3 separate regions of the Pan troglodytes genome follow, and all the other regions are linked to region 3. Evidence: chromatin contacts called from public HiChIP or PLAC-seq data. All regions are on one chromosome and are shown on one strand. Each heading gives the region's core, a stretch centred on a gene start, on an enhancer-like site or on the middle of the called end of the contact. The rest is flanking DNA. Distances are from core to core; before and after follow the strand shown.

Region 1 (3,955 bases), core at 668-3,167, 500 kb after region 3:
ATTGGCTTGGTTTCTGTTGTGTTTGGTTTTTAGGGGTCAGGCTGCCGAGTGCTGTTCTTCTCCTGGGCTCTGTCCTCCTCTCTCTCCTTGGGTTGCAGCATCCAGGTCTGATCCAACAACTCCACAGCACACAATGCGGCCCAGGCCATGCACGGAGGAAGACAGCAGAGCGGCCATGAGGCTCCCAAAGGGAGCCAGAGCCCAGGCCCAGCACACCCTGCCCACAATCCCCTGCATCCACTGCCTCTCCTGCACCCGGCATTGGGCAGCGTGGGCTGTGTCAGCGGTGCCCTCCTCCCTTCTCAATCTGTTGTGAGCTCCATTAGGCCAGGGACCGGTCCTTAGAAGCTGTGGGACCCTTCAGCCTCCCTAGCAGAATGTCTTGCACACAGTGGTGGCTCCATAAAATATTTATTTTCTATTTTTTCCATTTATTTTATAAATCTCATGCAGGCCAGATAGATTGGAATTATCAATTACTCTAGAAAATAAAAGGATAAAAGCAAGATCTGGAAATACAGACTGAGCAGCACTGGAATGCACCAACTAAGGCAGAGAGGCCCCCTGAGGCTCCGCGACTGCTGGACCATTTAAGGCAACATCATATCTCAAGTGGGGAGGGAGAGAATCCGCCGGTCTCAGCGGGGTGGGTTTTTTAAAGTGGATTTAGTCATGGTCTGGACTTGCCCAATTTTCTGTGCTATGCTGTGGGAAGGGACAAGGTCCTAAACTACCCTCACAGGACTTAAATAAAACAAAGAACACATACAGGTGGGTGGGAAGGCAGTCAGATGACTCAATTCTGTGCCCACCACCCATGGCCCCTGATGGGTCATGCCTTCTGCTTAGACAACAGCCTCCTAGACCCCACAGATGGGGGCAATGGCATAAACTCAGACCTGCAGCCGAGGCCTGACTCACCACAACGGCCCTGCCCTGCACTGCCAGTGACAGACCTGTCACTTTCTCACTGATCCTTCATTTTCCTATGAAATGGGGCTAATATTGCCTCTTTCTAAGGTTGCTATTAGGATTAATTTTTGAGATAATAGACACTGAGATAACAAACCTGCCAAGTGTTACATCGATGTGATTATCCTGAGATTGAGAGGAAATGTCAGTGCGGCACTAGATGGTGGCATGGCCGTGAGTGGGAGAAAGAGGGTGGATGTTCCAGATGTCCCTGGATCTCTACCAAAGAGAAGATGCAGCGAAAGGACAGCCGTGTTCCTGGTGTCTCCTTTTCCCCTCAGGACAATGAATTACGGGTTTTCTGTGCCTTAGTTTTCTTCCTTTCAAATGCAGTTAATAACACTGTCTCTCAGGGGGTATTCACAGACGTGAACAATTAATGATCGCAAAGTGCTTTGAAAATAAATGAGCTTACTCATAATGGTGGTGTTTGATATTTATAATAATAAGCCTGTGCTGCTGGCTTCACGAACTATATTCATTGGTACAGAGCTTAGTTTTATGACTGGCTTTTTCAATATTTTAACATAAAATCCTCTTATTTTAAAGTAATCAAATGACCTTCCTGCATTCCTCCAGTCTTATTTGGAAAAACTTAAGATTTGATCATAGATCTATTTTAAGAAGTGCCAAGTTAACTGACATTGATGCCATCGTATCTGGAGTCCCTAGGAAATCCAGAGGGGGACAATGAGCCGTAGGAAGACTCGGACTCGGGTCTGCCTGTAGCACTCGGAGCCTGCAAGGCAACATAGTTATTGAGTTCTATTAAAATTACTTGGTGTGGCTATAAACCAAACCACACCCCTCTAGCCAATGTGAAGAGCTTCCCGTAAAAGCCGTGCGGTGGGAAGGCCTCTCGCTGTCTCCTCTGCGCGGCAGGCGGACATGGACGACACCGAGGCGTGAGTTCAGCCTGCACCTCCTAAAGATGAGCTGTTGAGGGCGATGGCCACAGCAAGTCCGCACCAAGTGCTCTTTAAACATGAGTGTTTCTTTAAACAAAGAACCTTCCCGGCATTGCCTCCCGAGGTCTGATTAATGATGCCCCGGCACCTCCTTCCTCACTCAGGGATCACTTCCCTGCAGCGCGTTCCCAGACGCAGGCCTCCCTCACGGAGGCGGGAAGATTTCAGGCGATGTCTGTGCTTGTCTTTTGTCAGCACGGACAAGGATGGAGACCCCAATGGGTCAGGCGAGCCCCGCGGTCCCTGTTCCTCACTTCACCACCTGGGGAAGCCTGATCCCCATCGATTCGCAAAGGAACAAGGAAAGAACACATTTTACCTGGATGGATGGTCCCCCTCACGGTGGCCTTGGAACCCGCTTCAGCGGGAGAGGCAGCGCCTCACTCAGGGCTCCCGCTGGCCGCTGCTTTACCCGGGAGCGCCACCCCGTGCCCCGCCAGAGGAAGTGCAAGCGCCAGCACAGCACGGGCCGAAAGCCACACTGTGGGACCCGCAGCGCAGCTCCAAGAAATCCAAAGTCCATTCGCAAGAGGAGCTTCTCCGCCAAATCGTTGAAAAATAAAACGAGAAATGAGTCTCCACCGGTATCCGCTTTAGTCAGCCGTACGAAAACGCAACCCGGTCAGCTGCATTTCTGCTGCCGGCCCTCCTCCAGTCAAGCACCGGCCTCGAGAAGGGCAAAGGGCAGGTAGGAGTTCCGACGCATGCGGCCACGGGGCGGAGTCACAGTTCAGAGGCCTCAGCTGAACCTGAAGTTATCCTAAGCTCGAGCCCCAGAGTGAGGACTCGGGGTCAGGCATCCGATTCCCCATCAGCTCCTTTACTAAAGCTGTGCAGAGAATCCGAGGCTGTGAGTGGGGGTGGGGGAAAGATGTACAGGATGCTTCGGTTTCACTCCTGAGATACGAGAGCGTCCTCTGAACACACATGCAGATAGCTGGGCTTCTAGACAGAGGAAATCCAAACCGTTTCTTTCCTCCCAGCATAAGGGAACGATCCGGTAAGAGCTGGTGTTTATCGATGCTACGTGCCAGAATGGGGCTGAGCACCGCGCCTCACTGTATCCTGACGTCTGTCTAATGAGGCAGGGAATGTCACTGTCACACTCTGCAGACGAGGAAGCCATGCTGTCAGCAGGTACACATCTTGCCACAAAACCAGTAACCTGTGGCACTGAGATCGCACACCGGTCGTCCACTGCCAAGTCCGTGGCCTCCTTCTCTGGGGTTTGCCTGCCTCTTGATGGCGGCCATGCCTCTGTCCTCTCACAGGGGCTGGCTCTTCCAGTGGTCACTACTTTTTGGTTGCAAGCAGCAGAGATTCCCTGGAGGGCTTGTTGAAAGCACTCACATCAACGGGGCCTCAGAAAGGGAGCTGAGGCCATGCACGGCGCTGCAGTTTCTCCTCAGGCTTTGGTTTGCATCCCTGGCCTGACTTTCCCTCAACAAGTCCTGCTATCTCCACAAGGCGGCCAGCCCAGCCCTGTCCTCCTCACCTTCCAGCCCCAGCTGAGCAGCCCCTCCCCACATCATCTTCAGCTGCTGCCCAGGCTCCGCAGAGCAGGTGTCCACCGCCCATCCAGCCGTTGTGTCTAGAGGGCAGAGCGACCTGCCGGGACCTTGACAACACCTGGCCCCACCCACACGTCCTGCAATATTCAGAGGAGTGCACAGCAGCACATATGTGCCTCATGTGTCCTGCTGTGATGCGCCGAGTGGCACACAGCATTATTGTGTCAATCATGTGTCTTGATGTGATGCACTGGTTCCGACAGTATCATGGATGCAGTGTTTCTTTAAAACTGTCAAATTTGAGGAAACAATCTAACAAAAGCCAATTGATGAATATTCTGTAAAGGTGACATAAATACTTCAAAAATGTCTCTGACATAGAAAGAAAAAAACAAAAAGGGAGCTATTCCAGATTTTAAAAATAAAAGATATAGTAACTAAAAGCAGTTGTGGTGCTTGGATAAAAACAAACAACAGGTATAAACGAAGGTATAAACGATATTA
Region 2 (4,290 bases), core at 1,634-4,133, 270 kb before region 3:
AGAACACATTAATGCAAACTGTGCCTGTTATCTGACTTTTCTTAAATCATCATCGCTTTACTCACTACACATCTGAAATGAGTTTATAACAACATATTCTCACATATAACTTAGAGGTCTCAAAGTTACAAATTATATGTCCAAAGATCCTTCAGGCATATGCACTTCAAGCATGTGCTGGTACAGAACAGACACTCAGATATTTGCTGAATGTATGAAAGACTCTGACGATCACTTTGAAAGGGCAAAGGCCCCCAAAGACTATCTATCCTACATACTCATCACTGAAAAACAGACCAAAAAAGAAAGCAAGCTCTGCTTCTGGAAATAAATATATCAGAGATATTTTTTAAAATATACTTTTTTTTGACAGTTATCCTATAATAACAATAACAGAAGTCCTGCAGATGAGGATATAAAGATAGGAGGATATAGTCCTTGGCATCAAAGTGTTCAATATGAAGGGTATGCAAATAACTACTGTAAAACATAGTATTATAACAGCAGGTACGGTCTAAGCTAAGTTCCTTGAATGCAGAAACCAGCCTACATGTCTTTGTGATCTCTGCATCTAGCACTATGCCTGGAATACAGTATGTGATCATGAATGAGCCCATATACACCCCTGGAAGAGAAGACAATATAGACTAACAGCCAATCACTGTGAAGAGAGCGCAGTGTTTTCACAAAGCAGGGACCATCTAACTTGGGTCTCACAAGGTGAGTAGGAATTTACACATCAGGGCTTCAGACAAAAGAGAAATCAAGCAGAAAGAGACAACAGATTGAAAAAGCATGCAGTATGCAGGCGACAAGCTTAGTATGACTGTATAGAAGGTCACTGCAGCAGATGAGACAGCACATATTGGTGGGCTCATACTATCAGGAGTTTTCAATGTTATTGCATAGGCAATAATAACAGTTATGGAATTTTGGAAGTGCAGTATGAACAGATCTAATTTGGCAAGACTAGATGAATTTGAGAGGAGTAAAACTGGAGGATGGAAGTTTCGTTTCAGGAATCTAAGGTTGAGGTTATCTAAGAGATAATGACGGCAGGATTTAAAGCCATTATAAGTATGATTAGAGATTTACCCAGGACCTTCGGTGGCTTCAGGCCACTTTTTGCAAGTAAGTCTACAGAAGAAACCGCACAGTGATTACTGCACTAATTTATCCTCAGAAAAGAGTTGTTTGCTGGGTATCTTCATCTCTTGGAAATTGAAACATCAAATCCGATATTTTTTGGAGGCAATCAAATTAATTCTGCATAGCCTTCTAGTGTCTGTATAACTAAATGAAGCACTGTCTTTTCACAGAAAAGTCTACCTAGAGATTTGGAAAACCATGATGGCCTGAACCGAGAGACGGGAGACCCTGCAAATAAAGTGGTGTGTATTATATCTTAAGCGCTACCGTGCCCGCTGTCTCAGGCTTCTGACAAAATATTTAAGTCTCAATGTTGGCAGCAAAACAGGCGGGCACAGATCTGGGTGAATCTGCTTCTAACATGGAGAAGAAGCGGATGGCAGGACAGGGCAGGGTAAACTTAGGGTCTTCGATGCAAGGGACTGTCCTGTCCCGCCTGCCGCCGCCCAGCCAGCCAGTAGTACCCTGAGCCCCACAATCGCACCATGGGAAGCTGCCTGCGAAACACAGCAGAGTAGGGCACCAGGCGGGAGTGGCGGGAGTGGCCGTTACAGGCCGGAACGGCGGCAGCACGAAAGGGAGGAACGTCCCCCGAGGGGCCTGCACGCGCGCCAATTCCTAGTCTCTTCCCCACCATTGCCCCCAGGCCTCAGTGCAGTGGTGGCCTTCGCCCGAACCGTCAGAAAAGAGTACAATCTGTTACCTGGGTCACTGCAAAGATCACGATGGGCCAGCGGAAGCGAAGTTAAACAGCCGGCGGCCCAGACGCCCGCCACAGCGAACCTGCCCGACCTCACTGAACTCCTGGCGCGCGTTGATAATGTCACTTCCGCCAGTTCTGCCCTCGGCTTCAGCGAGTTGCTCCCACTAGGGCCGAGGCCATGAGAAGTGTGAGCATAGGTCACTTCCTGTCTTTCCATAGGTAAGGAGGGGCAAAGCTCTTGAGGAGTTCCGGGGCGGGGCCGCCGTGCCACAGCCATCTCTAATTGGCCCTTGCTGGACGTAGGAAAGATCGATTTTTAAATGGCGTGTGTGTGTATATGTGTGAGTGTGTTTTGTTGTTGTTGTTGTTGTTTAAAGCAACTAGCGGCGTTACCTTTGGCAAGTTACCTGACCTCTCCCCCGCATTTGTTTTCTGTAAAATTGAAAAATGATAACAGTGCTTACCCTTGGGCTGTCGGGAGATTGACAGAGATTGACAGAATCAGTGCCTGAGCAGTGCTTGGCACTCAGTAAGCGCGTCCTCCTTACCTGTCAGCAAGAACGCTAGCTGATCTTCAAGCGTGTAGAATGACAAGGAACACTAAGCAAAACAAACAGCTTGTGTTTACACATGCATTTATATTAAGTTCTGCCACTCCCAGTTCATGCACTGTTGTCACATGGCTCTTTGCGCAGTTGTTTCTTAGTGGGACTTCAGCACGCCTTGATTTTCCCTTCTGTAGTTCATTGTGGCGTAATCATATGTTATACTGCTTGTTTTCTTTGTACTTTTTATTATCAGTGAGGTTGTGAGCTCTTTAAGGATAGGAAATGTTATATACATTTTTTATTAGCCAGGACAATTAACGCTCCCACCGTTATTCGAGTTGCCGTTGCGCCATAGTTCTGACAATTTTTTTGTATGGTCAGACTTAAATTTTTGTCCATTGGGGTGAATTCCAATGTTTTCTTCGAGGGGGAAAAAAACAAAAAACAAACAAAAAAAACCCTTTACATCTCTGTCAGCGCTTTTTGGAATGGGCGGGATTCAACTACCAAAGGGACAAGCCGCCGTGCAGCCCTCCAGGAGCAACGACTAGCGCGAGATAGAGAGGCCGGGAGCGAACTTCAGGAGAAGCCGGAAGTGGCGTAACGTCCGGTCAAGGCAGCCATCTCGCCGTGAGACAGCAAGTGTCGGATCCGCAGGCGCAGCCGTGCGATGTTGTCCTCTACAGCCATGTATTCGGCTCCTGGCAGAGACTTGGGGATGGAACCGCACAGAGCCGCGGGCCCTTTGCAGCTGCGATTTTCGCCCTACGTTTTCAACGGAGGGTAAAAACCCCAGAGAGCTGCGGCTTTCACTTTCGCCCTTCCCCCATCTGCTGAAGCCTGTTTAGGAGTCACCGCCGTGATGGCGCTGCCCCGGGCTCCTGCAGGCCCCAGAACCCTGAGCTGAGGGGGTCCGCACAAGGCCGGTCTCCCTGCCGTCCTCTCATGCCCTGTGTTTCCCTCTTCAGGCTCGCTTTGCTCAAGTTTACTTGGTGATTGCGATACAGCCTTGGTTTTTAGGGTTTCCCATTACAGTCATGTCATTTGAGTTTTTATGTGGACCGCCACTCCATGCTCCTTGCTGCTGTAAGACAGTAAAGTAGAAATTGAAACATAGCCTCTGCTCTGTGGAAGACCATTAAAACTGGACCTCATGTACACGTTTCTTATGCCAGCAGGCGAGGGTAGAGGTTTAGCGTCTGAAACTTAAAAGTTAGGGTTGTTTGGTCTGTGTTGTTAGATGCATAGCTGAGTTGGTAGCCGAGATGTCTAATTGTAGCCGCCTGATTTCTGTTATTTCTAATTGTGGCAGTTTAATCATTTTGTTTTATTTCAAATAGAAGGTGGGATTGGCTGAGCAAACTTAGTTTCATAGATAAGTGCTTTTTTTTTTAACGTTTAGCTTAAGTTCAGGAAAACAAAATACTCAGAAGATGGACCTTTTAGTATGTGTGTTCTTGTATGTTATGTTCAAGTTTGGGTTTTTATTTTAATTACCAGCTTTATCTTGAGTAGTATAATTTTCCGTGGTGGCACGCCAGAGATTTAGGGTTATAGAAAGATGCTCTGTTTAAGACTCTTGACAGGGAAGAGCTGTAAATTGAAACAGTGGTTGTAGTTACCAATCAAGCCTTGTACATTAAAATATACACACGCAATTTGAACGAACCGATGGTTCTTAAAACAGAAAATATTGGCTGGGCAGTGTGGCTCGCACCTGTAATCCCAGGACTTTGGGAAGCCAAGGCAGGAGGATCATCGCTTGAGGCCAGGAGTTGAAGACCAGCCTGCTCAGCATAGCAAGACCCCATCTCTACAAAAATAAATTTTAAAAACAAAGCAAAAATGTTCATTGGTTCCTCATAAATTTGAAATATAAATGCACATTTT
Region 3 (3,899 bases), core at 657-3,156:
AAGTGGACATCTCTGTTGATCCTAAAACTTTACAGGTATTTGGGAAACAAGGTAGCAGGAGACAGGCTGGGTCACTTGAAGAGGAGCCACAGAGTAGCAATTCCAGCTGCGTAGCAGCCGGAGGGCCTGCCCTGGACGACTTCACCACGTGACCTTCAGATTTCTGGCTGCAGTGGTTGTCCTTGGTGTTTGAAGACTTTCCCTCTGCTTAGACACTTTGTGATCAAGACATTTGCCGAGATGAAAGTCTCGCTCTACTTTGACGGTGCCCTGTTCTCACCAATAAGGCAGCTCTAACACACCTACAGTGAGGACACTGTGGCCAGGCTGCTTCCTTGGGGCTGAGCTACAATCAAAGGGGGCACTCCAACACTCACCTGGAACTCTAATGAAGCTACGGAGGTGTTGGGGGTGGGCAGGGATCCACTGGCGGGGATGGTAAAGAGAGGGAGAAGTGCAAAGCTAGGTGCCAGAGTAGGAGTCTCTGCCCCAACTTACTTCTCCATCGTGCCTAGGAGGGCAATTTAGATAATTCATTGTGTGATACGTGTGTTCTCGGCCCTCCCAATAAACTCATTTCCCTTTAAAAAATGAAAACAAAAGTTCTAGTGTCTGATGGACGTGTAAAAACCTAATAAGGTGACGGTTGTGTAAAGGTTGTGGGTTGGGGGCCGGGGCTGGAGGGGGCTTTAGAACATGTGCCGGACATTGTTGCAGAGGCCGCGGCGCGCGCGGAGGGGAGCTCTTTCTCTCCGCATTGTGCGGGGAGCAGGTGCTGTCTGCATTACCATACAGCTGAGCGCACAAAGAGCCACTGATTCAGCCTCGCACAATAACAGGCTGCCTTAATGACAGCCACGCGAACGACACACACCAAACTCACTTCTTACCAGGCGGAGGGAGGCCGAGGGGGATACCCGGGAGAGAGGGGCCCAGACCCGGGGAAGGTGGCGGCGGCCGAGGATCCTGTGGGGGAGGGCGCGTGTCTATGGGGGGAGTTGAAGGCCAGGTTCTCCTGGCTCCGGGGATATGCTGTCCGGCCCCCCGGCCCCCACTCCCAGTGGTCGCGGACCACGAGAGGACACCGAAGGCGCGGGGATGCGGGTGTCCCAGGGGGCGTCCTGGCCCCGCCCGCGCGTCGGCTCTGCACTCCCCGAGGCTCAGTCGCCATCCTGGGCCAGGAGGTGTCCCCGCCTCGGACCTCCCCAAAGTTCCCGAAACTGCCGCTTCGCTCTGGCAGCCCTCGGCCCACCGCTCCGCCCGCCCCTTTCCTACGATGCTCCCCGAATCGCCACCCCCGCCTCCGCCCCCAAGAGACTCCTCCTTAGGAAGCGCCTGCCCCAAAGAAGGGGCGGCCCCGCCAAGAGCTCGGGCCTCGAACTTCATCCTCCTGCTCGCAGCCGCCCTCCCCAAGCCCCCGGGACGCTGTCGGCGCAAGGAGACCCCTCGGCTGGCGCCGCGGCCCGGAGTTTCGGAGGCCGCGTCCCGCCGCTCAAGTGGGGCCCGCAGCGCCGCCCCCCGCGTGTGGCCGAGGGTCTCTGGGCGTCTGTGGCCCGGGAGGGCGTGCGGAGGGGACGGGGCGGCGGCACCAGCTCCAGAAGCAGGGGGATTCTTGCGGTGAACATTTTGCAGGAATGTAAATGAGTGCGTTTTGTGTGGTGAGGGAGGAAGGGGGGGCTGGGGGCGGGGGCAGGGGAGGACTGGGGGGGCGGGGAAGGGTGGGGGCGGGGAGGAGGGTTGCACATTTTACAGCTCACTGACCATTTGGCGATCCATTGAGAGGAGGGTTTGGAAAAGTGGCTCCTTTGTGACAGCTCTCGCCAGATTGGGGGGCTGCTGATTTGCATCTCATTAGCCATGCGGGCGGCCGGCTGAATATAAGGGCGGCAGGCGCCGGCGAGAGCCAGATCCTCTGCGCGCACCCGCGGAGACCCGACCCGGCCGAGGGCAGAGCGCAGGGGAACCCGGGCAGCCGCGGCGCAGAGCCTCCTCCCACGGCCCGGCCCCTCCGGTCCTGCGCGTGTGTACTGGATGGCATTGGCTGGATTCATCGGAAAGACGCGGATCTTTGCTGTGACACCGGAGATCAGAGCCCGGAGTGCTCCCGGAACGACCGCCGCCGCCGAGTGACACCGGGCCGCGATCCGCAGGGGCCGCCGCGCACACCCGCCGCCGACCGTCCCCTCAGCGCGCGCCGCTGGCCCCGGATTATCGCCTTGCCCGTGGGATTTCCAGACCGCGGCTTTCTAATCGGCTCGGGAGGAAGCTCTGCAGCTCTCTTGGGAATTAAGCTCAATATCTGGACTCTCTCTCTTTCTCTTTCTCCCCCTCCCTCTCCTGCGAAGAAGCTCAAGACAAAACCAGGAAGCCGGCGACCCTCACCTCCTCGGGGGCTGGGAGGAAGGAGGAAAACGAAAGTCGCCGCCGCCGCGCTGTCCCCCGAGAGCTGCCTTTCCTCGGGCATCCCTGGGGCTGCCGCGGGACCTCGCAGGGCGGATATAAAGAACCGCGGCCTTGGGAAGAGGCGGAGACCGGCTTTTAAAGAAAGAAGTCCTGGGTCCTCCGGTCTGGGGCGAGGCAAGGGCGCTTTTCTGCCCACGCTCCCCGTGGCCCATCGATCCCCCGCGCGTCCGCCGCTGTTCTAAGGAGAGAAGTGGGGGCCCCCCAGGCTCGCGCGTGGAGCGAAGCAGCATGGGCAGTCGGTGCGCGCTGGCCCTGGCGGTGCTCTCGGCCTTGCTGTGTCAGGTAGGCGGGCAGGTGGGGGCGCCGCAGCCCTGCGGGGTCTCACGGGTAGCCGGGGCGCGGGGCAGGAGCGCGCGGGGAGGGGCGGACAGCGGCACGGGCCACGCCAGCCACGGCCCGGAAGATGAATCCCGGGGGCGACGACCCCAGCGCCGGCCGTGCAGCGAGCGCGCTCGGCCCCTGAGCCCTTCCAGGCTCTCCGCACAACCCCCACCCAGGCCCCACGCCCCCTAGCTCGGGCGGGACCCGCGTCCTCACGCCCCCGCCCTCCCCCGTGCAGGTCTGGAGCTCTGGGGTGTTCGAACTGAAGCTGCAGGAGTTCGTCAACAAGAAGGGGCTGCTGGGGAACCGCAACTGCTGCCGCGGGGGCGCGGGGCCGCCGCCGTGCGCCTGCCGGACCTTCTTCCGCGTGTGCCTCAAGCACTACCAGGCCAGCGTGTCCCCCGAGCCGCCCTGCACCTACGGCAGCGCCGTCACCCCCGTGCTGGGCGTCGACTCCTTCAGTCTGCCCGACGGCGGGGGCGCCGACTCCGCGTTCAGCAACCCCATCCGCTTCCCCTTCGGCTTCACCTGGCCGGTGAGTGCCGCACCTGCGCGCGCCGGGCCGGCCCTGAAGCTGGGCGGGCTGCAGGACGCGCTGGGATCCCGCCTTGGGCGCTCGGTGGCGGGACCTCAGGGACCCCGCGAGGCGCAGGTGGGCGCTGCGATCTGCCTAGCGGCGGCCCCAGGACTCCAGCCCAGCAGCGCGGACACCTCGCCCCGGGGCCCCGGGGCCCCGCGGCCTGCAGGAGGGGACCGCGCTGGGGCGAGGAGGAGAGGCCGAGCGCGCCCGGGAGATTTCCGTATCCGGCCTCTGTGCCAGGTCTCCAGTCAGAGGCGCCCCTTCACGTGGGAAGGTTCTGGTTTCCCGACTCCTAGACGCGTTGGTGGCGCAATTACCCGCGCAGCGCGACCGCTCCCACCCGGAGCGTGCCCATCCCCCAAGAAAAATGACAAGGGCCCTCGGGCCTCTTCCACCCCATCCTGCCTGCATTCTCTCTCTCTCTCTAATTAAAAAAAACAACGTAATATCCTGTAGTACAGGCTGAAAAAACACGTCAGGAAACCACTCTTTAAAAAGTTCTTCCATTTCCTTAGGGAAGGTGAGAGCAGGCAGG

What was found. HiChIP or PLAC-seq counts read pairs in DNA pulled down with a chosen protein or histone mark.
Region 1: a contact with region 3 is called in an H3K4me3 HiChIP or PLAC-seq map of stem cell-derived excitatory neurons, with 18 times the contacts expected there. The contact joins the promoter of LOC104007088 here to the promoter of DLL1 in region 3.
Region 2: an H3K4me3 HiChIP or PLAC-seq map of stem cell-derived excitatory neurons shows a contact between it and region 3, with 2.6 times the contacts expected there. The contact joins the promoter of PSMB1 here to the promoter of DLL1 in region 3. A contact is called at or near these places in 1 of 7 Hi-C or Micro-C datasets (stem cell-derived neural progenitor cells) and 1 of 1 datasets of contacts at active chromatin or transcription factors (stem cell-derived excitatory neurons).

Annotation. Positions count from the first base shown.
Region 1 is chr5:181,878,483-181,882,437 of NHGRI_mPanTro3-v2.0_pri, reverse strand. It overlaps LOC104007088 (putative uncharacterized protein encoded by LINC00242), which reads left to right and starts at 1,917. Exons shown (of 2, transcript XM_054686553.2): 1 at 1,917-2,160; 2 at 2,162-3,884. The coding sequence starts at 2,014. The coding sequence ends at 2,632.
Region 2 is chr5:182,658,215-182,662,504 of NHGRI_mPanTro3-v2.0_pri, reverse strand. It overlaps PSMB1 (proteasome 20S subunit beta 1), which reads left to right and starts at 2,883. Exons shown (of 6, transcript XM_001140101.4): 1 at 2,883-3,183. The coding sequence starts at 3,071. It overlaps TBP (TATA-box binding protein), which reads right to left and starts at 1,933. Exons shown (of 8, transcript NM_001104607.1): 1 at 1,853-1,933.
Region 3 is chr5:182,383,355-182,387,253 of NHGRI_mPanTro3-v2.0_pri, reverse strand. It overlaps DLL1 (delta like canonical Notch ligand 1), which reads left to right and starts at 1,906. Exons shown (of 11, transcript XM_520601.8): 1 at 1,906-2,745; 2 at 3,023-3,319. The coding sequence starts at 2,692.